2 separate regions of the Sus scrofa genome follow, and region 2 is linked to region 1. A link is a contact called in public Hi-C data. All regions are on one chromosome and are shown on one strand. Each heading gives the region's core, a stretch centred on a gene start, on an enhancer-like site or on the middle of the called end of the contact. The rest is flanking DNA. Distances are from core to core; before and after follow the strand shown. Region 1 overlaps DAPK1 (death-associated protein kinase 1). Region 2 has its middle 130 kb from the start of TRNAD-GUC.

What was found. A called contact is a pair of places that touch in the nucleus more often than the background predicts.
Region 2: a Hi-C map of omental adipose tissue shows a contact between it and region 1, with 4 times the contacts expected there. The contact joins two enhancer-like sites. A contact is called at or near these places in 2 of 5 promoter capture datasets (fetal skeletal muscle and liver), 29 of 47 Hi-C or Micro-C datasets (adipose tissue, alveolar macrophages, blood and 17 more) and 2 of 2 datasets of contacts at active chromatin or transcription factors (alveolar macrophages and skeletal muscle).

What each region holds. Positions count from the first base shown.
Region 1 is chr10:27,757,504-27,762,277 of Sscrofa11.1, forward strand. The region is part of intron 19 of DAPK1 (death-associated protein kinase 1); the gene reads right to left. Among named protein-coding and RNA genes, the nearest start is that of CTSL, 85 kb to the left of the region's middle. Within about 2 kb of position 1,673, at least 13 of the 83 cell types and tissues checked have an H3K27ac peak or open chromatin away from gene starts, as enhancers often do. A contact at or near this core is called in omental adipose tissue, where this site is marked.
Region 2 is chr10:28,088,859-28,093,826 of Sscrofa11.1, forward strand. No RefSeq gene overlaps it. Among named protein-coding and RNA genes, the nearest start is that of TRNAD-GUC, 130 kb to the right of the region's middle. Within about 2 kb of position 1,908, at least 16 of the 83 cell types and tissues checked have an H3K27ac peak or open chromatin away from gene starts, as enhancers often do. A contact at or near this core is called in omental adipose tissue, where this site is marked.

The sequences.
Region 1 (4,774 bases), core at 423-2,922:
CTGGCTCCTCCCTTCCCGCCCCCATCAAGACTACTGGCCTGGGCTGGGACAGACTCACTCATCCTTCACCTTGCCCTTGGGAAGACAGGCCAGGAAACTGCTCTCTCCATCAAGATGGACAGAATCCACCATGATCTTGAAAGGCAAAATATACTTCTCCCATCTGAGGAAATCTCACCTCGTCCTTGAGGCTGACCCCTTCCTGTGCTCACGAAAAACCTTGAAGAATCTGAACACAACCCAGTTTGACAGACTCAAACTGGGACTCAAGTTTCTGAAATTTCTCCCTGCCGGGTGGGCGGTGCGTTCTCACTTTTCACCACTAGATGTCGCAGCAGGTGCAGGGGTCCGGCCCAGACCAGCAAGGCTCCTTCCAGGAACCTAAGTGTGGGTCCTTTCCAAGGCAGACTACCGTTGTGATGCAGAGAGGGGCACGTAACATCAAGGAAGATGCTGAGCGTGCTCCCAGCTAGCTCTAGAAGCGGGAGAATACTGAGTTCTTCGGAGGGGGAGCACCAAAGTCCACCCCGGTCTAATTTAACAGAAGCTCCAAGCCCCCTACCCCCCGCCCCCGTTCCCCGGGCTGGTCAGGCCTCACTGACTGGGCCAGAGAGCAGTAGCGGTGACACTGCCTGGGGGTTGAGGCTACCGTGGGACCTAAGTCTTGGCTCCTGCCTTGAAACATCCTCTTGTCTCAGATGCCGCTGCCCCCAAAGGCTGGCGGATATGGCTGGGATGTGCTAAGGCCTGGGGGCTTCTTGGGTGCAGGCTGGGAAGGTGGCATGAACCCTGAGAAATCAGAATCCTAGACCAAAAGCAGACCCCCAGGTGGTCGTAAAGGTGCGTTGGTGATAGTGAGAAGCTAGAACACATGGTATTTCCCCCTTAGCTTTAACCATCCTTCTCTCTCTCCCTTCCTCCCTCTTTCGTTCCTTCTTTCTTTTCTCCCTTTCTTTCTCACTTCCCTTTTTTCCTTTTACGGCCGCGCCCCGGGCATATGGAAGTTCCCAGGCTAGGGGGCGAATCGGAGCTACAGCTGCCAGTCTACGCCACAGCCACAGCAATGCCAGATCCCACGAAAACCTGGAGCCTACGCCATAGCTCACAGGAACGCCAGATCCTCAACCCACTGAACAGGGCCAGGGATCAAACCCGCATCCTCCTGGATACTAGTCAGGTTTGTAACCCGCTGAGCCACAATAGGAACTCCCGGGTATTGGTTTAAATGTCACCATCAGAGAGGCATCCCCTGACCAAGTCAGTGGAAAGCAGCTGCCCCCCTCCCCATCTCTCTGCTTGCTCCCATTTCACCCTGTTTGAATCTCCTGTACGTCCACCAGGGGGCAGCAAACCTTTCTGTAAAGGGCCAGGCGGTCTCTGCTGTGACTGCCATGTATGTAGCTAGAAACTAGCCACCAACCCGAATAAATAGAGGGGGGTAACTGTGCTATGATAAAACTTTACAAAACAGGTGACGGGCCAGCTTTGGTTCCATGGCACTGCCACTCATTGACTTACCCTGATACTGTGACTACCTTTTTAAATGAGTTATCATTTGGTAACTGCATGGCTTTTTGAAGCCCTGGTGAATCTCGATTTCTAGTTTCCTTTCTTTCAGCACCTTTTGCCTCCTGGCAATTTAGCTTTCACTTTCTCATCTGCAGAGACGACCAACTATCAGCAGACTGATGGGAGAAGGAGCTCTGATCTGGGAAAGCCAGATAAGAGCGTGGAGAGTGACGTGGCTTTTCACACGTGGCAGGATGCAATTAGACCCAGCAGGAGGGGAGCAGCAACGGTTCATTATGCAAATGCAGTTTACTTGGGGTGAATTTTTAAATTCTGGGCAAACTCCCAACTTTGACCTCTTTTTCGAAATACTCCTGGGCATCTTTCTTCACTAATCTCAGGCTGAGGAAAAGCAACTCCTTTTAATATCAGTTTATAGGAAAGCTGATTAGAAGGACAATCAAACAAAATAAAAATAAGCCAACCCCCCAAACCCCTTAAAACCAGTATGTTAAAATCAGATAAGAATGGAACTTGGAGTTCCCATTGTTGGCTCAGTGGTTAACGAATCTGACTAGCATCCATGAGGACGCAGGTTTGATCCCTGGCCTTGTTCAATGGGTTAAGGATCCAGCATTGCCATGAGCTGTGGTGTAGGTCACAGACGCAGCTCAGATCCTACATTGCTGTGGTTGTGATGTAGGCCGGCAGCTACAGTTCTGATTTGACCCCTAGCCTGGGAACCTCCATATGCCTCGGGTGCGGCTCTAGAAAAGACAAAGGAAAGAGACAAAACAAACAAACAAACAAAAACAATAAACCTGGAGTTCCTGTCATGGCTCAGCAGTAACGAACCCGACTAGTACCCATGAGGATGTGGGTTTGATCCCTGGCCTCACTCAGTGGGTTAAGGATTTGGCTTTTCTGTGAGCTGTGATGTAGATTGCAGACAAGGCTTGGATCCCGAGTTGCTGTGGCTGTGGCGTAGGCCAGCAGCTGCAGCTCTGATTTGACCCCTAGCCTGGAAATGCAGCGAGTATGGCCCTAAAAATATATAAGAAAATAATAATGATGATAATAAGCCTCTCTGCTGGCTTTCTCTGCAGACAGAGCCTCCTCCTCAAGGCAACTGCCCACAAGGCCTCTGTGATGCATCCTCCACCTCATTTAACACATAGGGAGGAGGTCCTGCCGTGATCATGCTCAAGAACCAGATTCCAGGACTGGGCGTGCCCACATCCCAAGCCATTCTTCATTTCAGGTTGATTTTTTTTTAGGAAAAGAAAAAAAAAAAAAAAAAAAAAAAAAAAAGGTAGAAGGTGGTTAGAGAGCCTTTGCAGCCAATTCCTCCCTTTCTGGTTCATCCGGAAGCCGAGGTCCGGGGTCGTCTGGGAAATGACTATGCGAACCAGCATGCGGGTCTTGCTGAACGCGGAGCTGGCAAGACTCTGCTGAAGGGAACGGACCCCAGGTCACCCCTTAGAAGGTCCCCTTGTGGATCCCTGCCCGCCCCCTGGGCTGGCTAGGAGTCCATACTCGAGAAGCCCCAAGCCCCGGCATGGATCATGAAAGCTGGCATTGCTATTTCGGGCTGGATCTTGGCTCAGCACTAATGAGCATGTTGCCTGACCTTACAGAGCCCAGGTTTCCTGCAGGAACGTCCCCATCTTGGGGATGTGAAATTACAGGGCTGCCACATAGAGTGAGGCTTAAACAGGGGCTGTCACTAAAAGCGACTCTCAAGTGTACCCTGCCACAGCTGTGGTCGATGACGATACCCCAACATCTGCTCCTGGGGGCTGGGTCACAGGAGGGGCCACCATGGAAACCTCCACGTTTCCCCAGGATTGGGAGAATGGTCTGGAGGATGCCAGTGAGGAGGCGGCAAACACATGGCGCTTACTGTGTGCAGGCACTGCTCGAAGGAGACATGTACATCACCCCTTCGACCCTTACCACCATCCTGTGAACAGCACTATAGGCACCTCATTTAACACATAGGGAGGAGGTCCCGCTGTGGCTCAGTTGTAGCAAGCCCATCTAAGAGCCATGAGGACTCAGGTTCGATCCCTGGCTTTGCTCTGTGGGTTAAGGATCTGGCATTGCCATGAGCTGTGGTGTAGGTCACAGATGTGGGTCAGATCTGGCGTTGCTGTGGCTGTGGGGTAGCCTGGCAAGATGCAGTTCCAATTCGACCCCGAGCCTAGGAACATTCATGTGCTGCAGGTGTGGCCCTAAAAAGCAAACAATCACCACCACCATCACCACCACAAAATCTAGACACCAAAAAACAAAGGTGAAAATTAATAGGGAAAAAAAAGGAAAACCCATCTGGGACCATGCAAGAACCCACGCCACACTGAATTCAAAATTCTAGACTGGGAGTTCCCGTCATGGCACAGCGGAAACGAATTCGACTAGGAATCATGAGGTTGCGGGGGGGTTGATCCCTGGGTTAAGGATCCAGCATTGTTGTGAGCTGTGGTGTAGGCTGCAGATGCAGCTGGGATCCCGCACTGCTGTGGTGCAGGCCAAAAAGAAAAAAAAAATTCTAGACTGGAACAGACACCCTTTCCCTGAGATGCATGGGGGTGCACCTACTGTTTATGTGCTGAATTGTAAAAGTAGCTGAAGCACACTGCAGAAAATAGGGGAATCAGATTAAAGGAGAAAGAGCTTTGAGCTCCGTCAAGCCAACCCGCTCGGCCTTGGCTGTGGCGTCGGGCCCTCTCCTTCCTGTTTTTATTCTGGGCTTTTATTCATTGTTTCCCACCTGCTGTAATGGACATCTGGTTTTGCACTCAGCATAGTGATCTGCTTTTATTATTTTATTTTATTTATTTATTTTACTTTCGGCCTGTACCTGCGGCACATGGAGGTTCCCAGTCCAGGGGGTGAATCAGAGCTGCAGCTGCCAGCCTACACCACAGTCACAGCAACACGGGATCCAAGCCACATCTGCGATCTGCGCAGCAGCTTGTGGCAACGCTGGATCCCTAACCCATGACGGAGGCCAGGGATGGAACCTCAGGTTTGGCATGGACCCTATGTTGGGTTCTTAACCAGCTGAGCCAGAACTCTCGTCTATAAACATAAGGTGCAAATGCCCGGCTCCCTACTATAAAATCCAGCAGAAGTCAGAGGCTGCACACCAGTGATCTCTGAACCACTTGGCCTGAAGTTGTGTTTCATTTGGTTGAATATCGATTCAAATAAAGTGAATTTTAAGACTGGGAGGCTTTCTGTGAAAGTTCATTGTTGACTT
Region 2 (4,968 bases), core at 658-3,157, 330 kb after region 1:
CAACCCCAAACTGTGGAACTCCATGTGCCATGGGTGTGGCCCTAAAAAGACCAAAAAAAAAAAAAAAAAAAAAAAAAAAAGAATCTGACTAGTACCCATTAGGATGCTGGTTTGATCCCTGGCCCAGATCAGTGGGTTAAGGATCTGGTGTTGCTGTGAACGGTGGTGCAGGTCGCAGACATGGCTCGGATCTGGTGTGGCTGTGGCTGTGGTGGAGGCCAGCAATTGCAGCTCCAGTGCGACCACTAGCCTGAAAACTTCCATATGAAGCCTTAAAAAGAAAAAACAAGAAAAAAAGAGAAAAAGAAAAATGGATATGAAGTAAGGAGGCGGGCGTGGGGTGGGATCTGAGTCATGGCTGCCCTGCCTGGTGCTGTTGCCCTTCTTCTCTGGGACCACAGGTGATGGGAACGGCAAAGGAAGGTGAAATTAAGAAAATTAAGGAATGTATGTGCCGGCTCTAAAAGTACTTTGCTTCACAGCCGGATCTCCTATTTTTGCAGGGTGCATGGGGTTTTTTCATTCAGGCTTTGTTCTTTTAGGAAGGTACTGGGGGTGAGGGGGCCGGACGTGGGGGTGTCATTCGTGAACCATAAAGAAAGAAAACTGGAGTTTGGGGCAACAATGGAGAAGCTCTTGGAGTAAATTTTTGTCATAAAAATAAAGAAAATACTGGCTGAATTTTTTTTTTTTTTTTTTTTTGTCTTTTTCTAGGGCCACACCCATGGAGGTTCCCAGGCTAGGGGTCCAATTGGAGCTGTAGCTGCTGGCCTACGCCAGAGCCACAGCAATGGGGGATCCAAGCCACATCTGTGACCTACACCACAGCTCACGGCCATGCCAGATCCTTAACCCACTGAGTGAGGCCAGGGATCGAACCCTCAACCTCATGGTTCCTAGTCGGATGGTTAACCACTGCGCCACGATGGGAACTCCTGAATTATTTTCTTCCTCAAGGCTAAGATAGAACAAGGTGTGGAGAGACTGCTTCTGATGGGCCTGTAAAATCATGTGAGCGAAATTTTGGATGACTAGCTCAACATTGCTCTCTTAAATTTTCTTTTTTTACTTTTTAGGGCTGCACCCTCAGCATATGGATGTTGGCAGGGCAAGAGTGGAACTGGAGCTGCAGCTGTCGGCCTACACCACAGCCACAGCAATGAGGGATCCGATCCATGTCTGTGACCTACACCAGAGCTCACGGCAATGCGGGATCCTTAACCCACTGAGCAAGGCCAGGGATTGAAGCCGCATCCCCCTGGTTACTAGTCAGATTCATTTCTGCTGAGCCACATCGGGAACTCCTACATTTCCTAATATTTTTAAAATTAAAGTTAACTGAGGACAGTTGTGCTTTCGGTAATATCAGAATCTACAAGCTTCGTTCAACTCTACCCCATCCCGAATAGCTGCAAGTATATATTTTCTCCTTCTAACTATGCTTTCGATCTCCATTCTGATTATTGCAAGTTATGCAAATCAAGCTGGAGAAAAGATTTAATTCAATCAACTATGGGTCGGCTTACCCTCATTTGAATATTAGCTGTCGTCTATATGTAAATGACTAGGCAGAGAAGGAAACTTGTTGCTCTACCCCGTGACCAATCCAGATGGATTGTGCCAGATCTCAAGGTCAGGTTCAAAGTCAAATTGCTTGTGGGAGGTTTTCTGTGGGCCCGGGAGCAGGATGCTCCACTTTCCAGGTCTGTGCTGGGGCTGACTCTAAAAGAGGGCTGATTTTTTTCGACACTGTCAGCAAGACTTCCATCTTGTCCATTATTTGTGATGTGAAAGAGAGATGGAGGGAGAGACAGAGGGATTGTTTCTCTAGGCTGAGAAATCTCCATTCACTCAAACGCAGCTGCATTCTTCACATACCAGGTCCAGGAAGGCAGCTAAGGTATCCATTCCCAGAGGACAAGTAGGACAGGAGGCTGTCTGGAGCGGTGAGCAAGCTCAGAGGAGAGAGATTCTCTCCAAATCTCACAAAGGGCAAGAACAGAGAAATTATCTGCAGAGACTGAGTCTTTAGCCCAAGGTGGGGGGTGGGGGTAGTGAAAGAGGGAAGGGAGCAGAGGACAAGCTAAGAAAGAAGGGGAGTTCCCACTGCAGCTCAGTGGGTTAAGAACCTGACTGGTATCCATGAGGATTTGAGTTCCATCCCTGGCCTCACTCAGTGGGTTAAGGGGTCTGGCTTTACTGCAAGCAAAAATAAAACAAAGAAAGAAGCCTCCTCAGGGCCACAAGCAAAACATTGTCTCTTTGAAGTACTAACCCTGCTTTTAGGTTGTGGAGGAAGGACAGAGAGGGGAAGGCTGGGTTATAAACATGCTATTTGTTTATCACGAAGGTGCTAAATCAGTTTCCAGGCACCGATGTTGTTTCGCTTTAGAAATCTAGAGATGTGTTCTTCCTGGAAGGCTGACCAAATCCGAGAGTAGATTCGTCCTCTTCCTCTTCTATTTTTTTTCCCCCCTCCCACTAAACTGGGTCAGGGAGAGAGTTTCATATTTGTGTTGTTGTTGTTACACTGCCAGCTCAGGAGTAAGATGATTGGCTGAGACTTAGAGCTTAACAATTAACGTTAAATACAGGCAGCTGGCTGGGGTTTGATTAAAAGCCACAATCAAGAAATCTGGCAATCTGGAATTTCGTGATGGCTGAAGTCTGTTTTTTTTTTTTTTTTTTTTTAACCCCATCTGCACAATCGCTAGTCTTTCAGGGCCTTTTGCTTTACTGATACATTCATTTTTGATGTTTAAAAAATTGGCAGAAGGCGCTCCTCATTCAGAAGGACCATCCGCACCTGCACTCCTCTTTGGGGTGTGCTTCACTGTCTTGCTTCTGTCTTAAATAAAAAGCTATTTCTTTGTGTCTCCCTGGCCCCCCAAAAGGCAGAAATCCTCTGAAGTCATGCAAGATTCCTTGATTCTGAAACAGCTGAGGAGTGCTCTGTTGCTGCCCATGTGATTTGGAGTTTCTGCTCCATTTGATGAAAACGAACACTGAAGACACAGGTCAGTTTGTTAGCACAACGTTTAATTTGTCTTTTTTTCTCCTACTCAATTAATTGCTCATAAATGGGAAAACAAAACATCTCAACCCCCTTCCACTGGCCGGGCTGTTCTGCAGGCTGTATTTCGTTGTTTCTAGCGCCACCTTGTGGACGACACCTACATTTACACTACGTATGGCGGTCAAGAATGGATTCATGTTAATACATTGTCCATGTAACTTCTTGGTGATGAAATCTAAATATAATGATCACTTAGTTTCTATTAGAGAAATATTTAAGAAAATATATTATAATAGGAAATACTAATTGTGGTGAATATGGAAATTGTGCACCACTGTGAAATATATGAAGCCTATATAGTTTGGGGTCTGTGTACCTTTTCAAATCATGGTTTTCTCCAGATATATACCCAAGAGTGGGATTGTTGGATCATATGGTAGATATATATTTAGTTTTGTAAAGAACCTCCATTCTGTTTTCCATAATAGTTGCACCAACTTACATTCCCACCAGTGGTGTAGGAGGGTCCCCTTTTCTTCACACCCTCTCCGGCATTTATTGTTTGTAGGCTTTTTGATGATAGCATTCTGACTGGTATAAGGTGGCACCTCATTGTGGTTTTGACTTGCATTTCTCTAATAGTTGGTGATGTTAAAAATCTTTTCATGTGCCTATTGGTCATCTGTCTGTCCTCTTTGGATAAATGTCTATTTAGATCTGCCCTTTTTTTTTTTTTTTTTTTTCTTTTTAGAGCTGCATCCACAACATATGGAGGTTACCAAGCTAGGGGTTGAATCAGAGCTACAGCTACCAGCCTACACCACAGCCACAGCAATGCCAGATCCTTAACCCAGTGAGCGAGGCCAGGGATCAAACCTGCAGCCTCATGGTTCCTAGTTGGATTCGTTTCCGCTGCGCCATGACGGGAACTCCTTGTGCGCATTTTTTTTTTGATTGGGCTTTTTTTTTTTTTTTTGAGATGTTTGTATATTTTGGAGATTAATCCCTTGTTGGTTGCTTTGTTTGCAAAGATTTTCTCCCATTCTGTGGGTTGTCTTGTACAACTTGCCTTCTTTATCCTATGACTTATAGCAAAGCTGTAGAATCAATTTTGGCAAGCGTGACTTAGACACTTACAGAATTGTCAAAACTGTCATATTTGTAGGCACTCAAAAGTACAATTTTTGTAGTCAAAGCTGAACATTAACTTTTTTGTGTGTGTGCATTTTTGATATAATTATTCCAGTTCCTTGTAGAGGCAAATGGATGTTTCTGGCAGAATGGGGGAAGAAATGAAACCAGAAAAGCACATCAATATCCTTCAATAAACTATTGCCTTCATTTCATTGTCATTAGTTCTAAAAACGCAAAATCTCGTAGTTTGAGGAAAAACTTGGAAAGCAAGATGCAGCATCTATATTATGTCTTCTTAATGTTTCTTTCCTGATTTGACCAAACTCAGACTGGTTGCTATTTGATTTTACATTAACAATCTCCTTAGGTGGAGGTAGAAGCAACAAGATAGGAGAAGCTGGTGCATTTTAATTGGGACCCGATTTACCATCACAAAGAGGTGAGTTAGGTATAGACGGTGGGTTTTCTTGCCAATCCAGTCCCTACACCAAAGCAGTGTTAGCCCTCTAAACAAAACCACCTTTATTATTTATTCCTTTTAAAAACCTTCAAGGTGGAGTTCCCATCGTGGATCAGCGGCAACAAACCCAACTAGTATCCATGAGGACTCGGGTTCGATCTCTGGTCTCGCTCAGTGCACTGAGGATCCAGTGTTGCTGCGAGCTGTGGTGTGTAGATCGCAGACTTGGCTTGGATCCTGAGTTGCTGTGGCTGTGGTATAGACTGGTAGCTACAGCTCTGATTAGATCCCTAGTCTGGGAACTTCCATATGCCAGGGGTGTGTCCCTAAAAAGACAAAACAAAGCAAAACGAAAACC